Regions from separate parts of the Mus musculus genome. Here region 1 is linked to region 2. A link is a contact called in public Hi-C data. All regions are on one chromosome and are shown on one strand. The core of a region is the stretch at or near the end of the contact, and the rest is flanking DNA. Distances in the headings are between cores, read along the strand shown. Region 1 has its middle 15 kb from the start of Gm35187. Region 2 holds the start of Col24a1 (collagen, type XXIV, alpha 1).

Region 1 (3,893 bases), core at 393-2,892, 610 kb after region 2:
CAAGTTCCTGTGACAGCATAGCAGCCCGGCTCTTGGGTTCTCAAATGCAGCATCACAGGTGGATTCTTGCTGGGCCCCTCCTGCCAGGGTGGACACTGATCTAAAGAAGCAAGTGGCTCTTCCGTGGCGTAGCTTGCTCTCTTCCATCCCACTCTCCAAAATGCACTCCTTCCCCTACATACGTGTACTCCTTCTCATACCAGCTCTTCAGCTTTGGACCGCAGGCCACAATAAGCCACAGCTGGGGCCTTCTTGAGCCACATAAAGCCAAAACCTGTCAATGTGCTGCAAAGATGGCTCAATGGTTAGAACACTTGCTGGTTAGGAACGAGGGCCAGAGTGTGGACCCCAGCACCCACGGGAATGCCGAGTAGGCATGACTGCCCACCTGAAACTCCCATGCTCAGAAGGTAGAGACGGGATTGGCACAGTGTCCTGGTGTCCTTATTCTGCTATCACGATGAAGCACTGAGACCCGCAGCTTAGGGGAGGAATGAGTTTATTTGACTTACACTTCTGGATCACAGTCAGTCACGGAGCAAAGCCAGGGCAGGAACCCAAGCAAGAATTTGCAGCAGAAACCATGAAGGAACAATGCTTGCTGGCTCCCGTATGGGTTCACACTTACCTAGCTTTCTTAGACAACCCGGGACCACAGGCCACAGTAGGCTGGGCTCCCCTACAGCAACTAAGAACAAAGACAACCCCCCACAGACATCCCCACAGGCCAATGTGATTCGGCTACTCCTTCAATTGAGACTCCCTTCCCAGATGACCCTGGGCTACATCAGGTTGGCAGTTAAAGCTAACCACCGCGTGGGGTAAGCTGGCTGGCTAGATGCTCTACCAGTGAGCTCTAGATCTTACTGAGAGACCCACCCTCTACGAATAGGGTGTAAAGTGATAGAGGAAAACTCCCAGGGTTAATCTGGGCCCTACACACGCCTCATACACCTGTACCCACACATGTACACACACACACTTGCATGCATACCACACACATGTACACAGGATTGTTTTTAAGGTTTAAGTAATATATCATTGTCATAGCGCTGCACTCTTGTGGCTCTCTGGGACCAGGACATGTTATAACCTCATTCCTTTAATTCTCACAAATGCCTCATGGCGTTGTTGAGAAAACTAGGGGCCGGCCACAGGGTCTAGCAGCACGGTGTTACTATCCTAGCACTGGGGAGGCAGAGACAGGCCAATCTCTCCGAGTTTGAAGCCAGCCTTGTCTACACAGAAAGTTCCAGGCCTCGTTGGCCCCCATGGGTAGTCACAGATTTACTGAGCATAGATCTGGGGCTGTCACCCAGTTCTGTTCGGCAGCACAGCCCTTCTCCTCAGCATCGTCCTCTGCTCGATATTGAAAGCAAGTGTTCCAACAGAGTTGAAAATTTCAAATAATGACACAGCAAGGCACCTGCAGAGTGTTTGCTACACTTCCCATCTCTGCTTCTCCGTATTAATTCGTGTCTCACCGCCTGCCCTCTCACCGCCTGCCCAGCCCCCACTACTGCCACCACCACGGGCAACCCTTAATTTCTCCTCAGAAACAAAAGAAATCTAAACTATGTTTGCAGAGGTCAGTTTTTGCAGAAAAAAAAAAATTGTGTGGTCGCAGCGCCCTCTGGTGGTGGCATACTTGTTTTCTCGGTGACTCTCTTGGTCCAGAGAAGCAAGAAAGGACTAGAACCGCTACCCAACACCAAAGAACTAACCTGCAAGAAATCTGCTTCGCAGTGAAGCTGAGAAATCTGCCTTTTGTTTGCCTTTCCTTACTTCTACTTTGCTGAGACCCAGGAACGTGGCACCAAGAGGACCAGGGGAGGGCAGGAAGCTGTCAGGATGTGCCTAGGCCTGGGGCTATCTCAAGACATGGAGAGCACAAAAGCCACCTGTGATCTTGGTGATAGCTCTAATTGTCAGCTTAACACAATTTAGAATCATCTAGAAAGATTCTTACAGCTTGAGACAGGAAGGCACACACTAGTAAAGACTTATACGGTAGATACATAGTGCCGACCTCCTGGTTAGGATGGAAGTTAGACAGGAGCCAGTATACATAGAATGCCTAGGCTGGTGGTGTTCAAGAAATAGTTACAACACCAAGGAGGCTGGAGATAAGGAGTGGAGGAGGGAGGAGGAGGAGGAGGAGGAGGAGGAGGAGGAGGAGGAAGAGGAGGAGGAGGAGGAGGAGGAAATGGGATCACGACTTCTCACGAATGGCTTATATTTATAACCATGGCTTGTGGTTGTAGAAGCAAGAGAGTGAGGTGGCTATTTCACACCAGCATTCAGGAAGGAGAGAGGGAGGGAGAAGAGAGAGAGGGAGGGGAAGGGGGAAAGGGAAAGAGAGTGAGAGGAAGAGAGGTGAAGCCAGAACTGGGCTGGACTTCAAAGCTCAGGCCACTCCCCTCAGTGGCCCACGTCCTCCGGCTAGGCCCTGCTTCTCAAAGGTTCCACAGCTTCCTAAAATGTCTCCACCAGCTAAGAACCAAGACTCCAAACACACGAGCTGTGCTTCAAAGAATGAGACAGCGGGGAACACAGTACCCTGCTTAGGAGAGACTAGAGACTGGGAGCAGAGATTTAACAATATTGCCATCCAACAGAGAAAGTAGGGGTGGATATCTCCTTGCCAGAGGTGCCCTCATTACAAGCCAGCCTTGCCCTTTGCCACCGTTCCCTCTGATCTGTTGAAAGACAGATGGGACAGCCACCTGTTCAGAGTCCATGCCGCTGAGAATGTCACACGTGCTGTTGGCTGGAGAACAGATATTAAATCCTGAGGCGTATCTGCTTGAACCTCAATACCTGCCGGACATCTACTGCCATTGGAAGCACGGCTCTTTGACCTTGACCCAACTGGAAATGGAGAGTGGCCTGTGGACATTGAAAGAACAGAGGGAAGCCGGGCAGTGGTGGCACACGCCTTTAATCCCAGCACTTGAGAGGCAGAGGCAGGTAGATTTCTGAGTTCGAAGCCAGCCTGGTCTACAGAGTGAGTTCCAGAACAGACAGGGCTACACAGAGAAACCCTGTCTCGAAAAAAAAAAAAAAAAAAAAACTGAAAGAGCAGAGGGGGTGGGCTGGGGAGCCAGCCGACAGCAGGGGTGTGTGTGTGAGCAGAGAAGAGTCATTGGAGCGTTGATGGAGTTGGATCTGGAAGGGTTGTAGTTATTGATGTTTGTCAGAAAGTCTATGTTCAGGATGATGATGATGATGATGGTAGTGGGACCAGGCATGGTCCGAGAATCCATGCTGTGTGGTGCTGTCCTAAGAGCCAATAAAGAAGAGAAACAACTAAATCGCTGCCCAGGGAGGGTCCTTTAATAAAATGCTGCTCTACTCCTAGCTATACACGCTGCTTTTACGATTCTCTTCAGAATTGCAAAAACCACCATCCACACTAAAAGAATATGTCAGGCTTCATTTTATATTTTTTATCTTGAGACTTGCAGAAACGTTGTGCAATAGTGCAAAGGGTGTTCTTATGTTCCCTCCTGTTCCACGAAGGTGGACAGCTTACCAAGAGTGGGAACTAGGAGAGGTAAGTAAAAACGAAGATGATGGTGTGCTGTGCAGCCATGCATGGTTGCACGTGGGACACCCGGAATCTGGCCCTGTGGACTGGCTCACTGACTTCCTCCCTCAGGCTCCTGATGTTTCTTCACTGAAGTGGAAATACCATTATACCATAAGCTTGTGGGTGTTGGTAGTGCTTTGTTAACTCAAAACTTCGATCTAAAACTTGGGATATCTGGGCATGGAAGTATCTATCTTTAATCTCAAGACTCGGGAGGTTGTAGCAAGAGGGATTATAAATTCAAAGCCAGGTTTAGGTTACCTAGTGAGACCCTAAAAAAAAAAAAAAAGCAAACAGGGGG
Region 2 (4,112 bases), core at 479-2,978:
GCATAAACATTTATTGATAAATAATTACATGAATGTAATTGTTTTCTTCCTTAAAGGGGTCTCATCTCTAAAAAAAAAATAGTGTTTATATTTAAGACTAATTGTTTCAAATTAGGTTCAAACTGTTACAAATCCATCACCTCTGTTATACACAGAATCTTGCATCTTCATAGCAACCACGGCAGAGTATTGTGTGTGATTTTCCTAACTCCTTGTCTTAAAACTTTTGTGAAAAAGAGGAAGGAGGGAGAAATGAGTAAGAAAGGAAAAAAGGGGATATTGGAAACTTGCACTGCATCCAAAGCCGGTCTGAACTGGTTTGAGTCTTATCAGTGTAATGATCTTAGGGGATTTAACTTCTTCCTGACTTAATTTCCTCCTTTGTATAATGGAGATAAAAGTCAATGGCTATTATAAAGGATTTATTTAGAGGATAAATGAAGTGTACATCTACCTAGGACAGTGCTGATACTGTATGATGCTCTTACATTTCAGTTGTTACACTGTGCTTTGAGTTCTGTCTCCTGTGGTTCTGCACATAGGTTTATAAGTTCGACTTTGATCTACATTTTCATAGTCTGTTCCTTGGAAACAGAATCCACTGTCAATGCATTGATGGGTGTACACACCTACTCTGCAGAGAAGTTTCTACAGGGAACTTGAGGCATGACAGAGAAAGGATCTATAAGAATGCCAATATTTTGTTACTTTTCTATCAATGAAGCATCATTGCAAAATCAACAGTTAGCAATTAAAGAGGAAGGCAGATCAAAGTCCAGTCCTAGAGAAAAAATATGGTATGAGAGTAATATCAGATTTTTGCATTGTTGGACTTTAACCTTCACTGTTGCCCCAAGGCGGGCTCCTGCTCAGCAAATGGAAAGACCATTAGCTGAGGATGCAGAGAGTAGAAACTGTAGAGAAAGGGTATTGTCACACACGGTCCTCCCTCAGTAGACACGTCACGTGGTTGTAGGTGCTAAAAGCATAACAGACAGCCAAAGAATAGATAGATGTGGGTCTCACTAAATTTACAAACATCAGTCAGAAAAATTAGATGAGAATATTTAGTGTTTTTATTATGAGCAAATTCATAAGCTCGACTTTCCAGTATTAAAAGACTGAAAATAGGAACTCAGACTGAAAGCCTGTCACAGCAATCAGAGGTGTAAGTTGTAAGGCTGTGTGATAGCAGGTCCTTGCATGAGTGCACAGTACGAATCTAGACTTGTAACAGAGTCAGGCCCAGGGACTAAGTGGAAAGGTGAATTACAGGAAAGTCACTAGAGATAGTATATGGGAAGGGCAGTTAATGGAGAAAGAGACAGGCAACAACAACGGAAGCCGGTCTGCTTCATTACTAAGACCACTGGGACCCCCCCCCCCCCAAGCAGGGAAAGGAATAAAAAATTAGCTGAGCTCAGGAGGATCCCAGGTGTGAAGAAAGATAGTAAAGAAAAAGCCTGATGGATGGAGAGGCATGCAAGAGACACACATGAAATGAGAACCCACTGGTACAGGGAGAGAGAGGAAGGAGTGACCCCAAATCACCTACAGCTAGGAAGTGGGTACATCTCAAGGGGTGGCAAAAGGTCACTTGAGAGCTCAGGGTGCAGCTAGCCCAGCCTGACCCTGCTAGGTTGGTGGACCAGGGCAGCTGGGGGCAGCTCTGGGGTGGAAGAAGGTTGCGGGGCAGAGGGGGAGGTGTGCTCCGTGTTTAGTGACGTCATTGCAAGTCAGTGCGCGGTGAAATTTAACACCAGCCGGATTTACTAGGCTCCTCTTCTTCCAGGCGAAGCAGCCGGCAGTCAAGCGCCTGCAGTTGCCACCGGCCCCCTCGGCACCAACTTGATTTCCCAAGTGGGTGTGTGTGCTTGTTTGACAAATGTTTGGGCGCAGGCTGCTCCCAAGGACTTCCTCCCCTACTTTCATCTCCTTCTTCCCACCCCCACCTCCCACCCCGCCTTTCTCCTCCCAGGCCCAAAGCAGAGAGCTCTTCTGGAGTCACGGAGTCTCCTTTGAACCGCAAGTGAACTCCAGGGCTGCTCTGGAAACCTAGCTCTGGCTGTTGCCGCTGCTCCCAACTGCCTCAGGGTGAAGTCTCTCTCACCTCTGGTCCCCCCAGGGGAGAGCGACCCCGGCTGCAGTCAGGCAGGGAGCATCCTAGCTATCTTTCTCCCTGGGTGCTGCTTCCTACCCCCATACTGCTTCATCCCTTACCCCACCCTACACTCCGTTCTGCGGGTAGGAGCATGGTTCTCATGTGATTTTCCCCCTTTTCATGGACAGTACCTGCACCTTTAGCAGTTCGGAGCTGGCTTCTGTTTTCCGTTAGTGCTTTGCTGCAGGGACAAATGCATACAAATGCATTTAGGAGCCTACAGGACAAGGCATGGAAAGGTCTCCCCCACCACAGAAACGTAAGTAGCCCACCCGCCGCCCGAGGGGGGAGGAAGGGGCTTTAGACCAAACCCCCTCTCACCACCCACTGAATCCGCAGTGGAGCTGGAGATCTGTGCTCCTTGGTACCTTTTGGAGTAGGGAGCCTGCGAGCTGCCGTGGCATCCTCCTCCTCTTGACTTCTCAACTTGTAAAATACCGTGTTTGAAAGGAAGCAAGCTTCTGCCAGCGAGTCTCAGTTTATGCTAAAGCAATCCTGTGGCTGAGGAGGAAAAGCTTGCTGGCCTGTGTCCCAACATCCCCTCGGCCACTGCCCCAGGCGGTTGCAGAGCCGCTCTGACACCCGCCTGGGCTCTAACTCCAACTATCCTCTCACCCCCTCCCCTTTTCCTCTTTCAGTTTTGGCTGAAGTCCTACTTCCAGCTGTCTGGGGCACCCAGCCTGGATGACTGCTAGGACACCAGCAATCCTGTGGATTCCGCAAGCACAGGATTGGGGTTAAATTTAGGTGGTGAGAAAGGATGCCTATCTACAGAGCCCAGAAAGCCGGAGGATCTGAGGGGGTCACCTCTTTTAATTCTTTCTCTGTTTTTTTAGAAGACCAACAGACATAACTCTCGCATCTGGAGTTGTAGCTAGCCCTGACATACGTTCTGTCAGTGGAGAAGTAGTGCTCACAGCCAGGATAGGGTTGGAAGGCATGAAAGGGTAGGACGTGCAGGCAGACCTCTTTCCCCTGTAGATACCATACCTGTCCTTATCCCTACGCTGGGGAAAAGTGTGGGCTTGACGGATCGTTGGCAGCCTGCCTGGGTGCCCCTATAGGGGCCAGTGGGTTATCCAAGTTTGCATCTGATCCCTGAGATACAGGGAGGAAGGCTGCTGAGTTGTAGGTGGGAGGAGGACAGGGGCCAAGTTGCCCAAGTCAGCTGAGCACTGGTGGAGGCGTGAGTGGAGAAAGCCCGCCTTGTGGCAATGGTTGGGTGCACATGTGCTGCCCAGCCCTGTGTAGGATCTCTCCTGTGCTTTCTGCCCTGATCTCTGCAAGCTTTGTGTGAATGTCCCCTGCTGAAGAGCCATGTGCACCTTCAGGCACAAACCTGGAGACACAATGAAGCCAATATACTTCGGACACCCGTGGTGTCCTCACAGGGTGGGAGTCTAGTAGTCTCCAGATCCTAGAAGCTCTCCCGGTGGTCTTCCCAGAGAGTCTCGTACAGATCAGGCTTTTGATTCGGATTTTCTTGATAACCATTCCAAAGTATGGATCTTCCAAGAGAGCCAAGCAGGGTGGGACGTGAATGTGTACTATCTTACAGGACTAAGTGCATCTTTCAGGTTAATATCCTGCTACGATCCTGTAGGGCCTGATCCTCTGCGGACTGGAGCTTTGTGGAAGACCCCCAAGTTCTGTTCAGAGGGCAAGGTCCTCTCTTCTTGGCAACTCCCACTGCAAAGTTGCTCTCTGAGCCACTGCACCCAGCTCAAATAGCCAAGTAATACTTCCTATGGTGTGTTTACATGGATCTGTCAATGGCCCCTGTCTTGTATGGTTTGCAAGGCCCTTCTAGAGGGTCCCAGGATATGTTCTTGGGCAGTTTGGAGTTTGTATTGGGTTCAGATGATTGATGTAGGGGATGCTGGTAGGACCCAGAGAATAAACAGGATTGTACACACGTTGGTGGAACTTCTGGAGAAAATGACACCTGGTG

Evidence for each region. A called contact is a pair of places that touch in the nucleus more often than the background predicts.
Region 1: a contact with region 2 is called in a Hi-C map of the N1E-115 cell line, with 6 times the contacts expected there. The contact joins the enhancer-like site here to the promoter of Col24a1 in region 2. A contact is called at or near these places in 6 of 39 promoter capture datasets (the 3T3-L1 cell line, cranial neural crest, hippocampal neurons and 2 more), 6 of 484 Hi-C or Micro-C datasets (the N1E-115 cell line, cortical neurons, embryonic fibroblasts and 3 more) and 1 of 115 datasets of contacts at active chromatin or transcription factors (embryonic forebrain).

The regions. Positions count from the first base shown.
Region 1 is chr3:145,904,044-145,907,936 of GRCm38.p6, forward strand. No RefSeq gene overlaps it. Among named protein-coding and RNA genes, the nearest start is that of Gm35187, 15 kb to the left of the region's middle. Within about 2 kb of position 1,643, at least 23 of the 459 cell types and tissues checked have an H3K27ac peak or open chromatin away from gene starts, as enhancers often do. A contact at or near this core is called in the N1E-115 cell line, where this site is marked.
Region 2 is chr3:145,290,744-145,294,855 of GRCm38.p6, forward strand. Col24a1 (collagen, type XXIV, alpha 1) reads left to right here and starts at 1,729. Exons shown (of 60, transcript NM_027770.3): 1 at 1,729-2,420. The coding sequence starts at 2,365.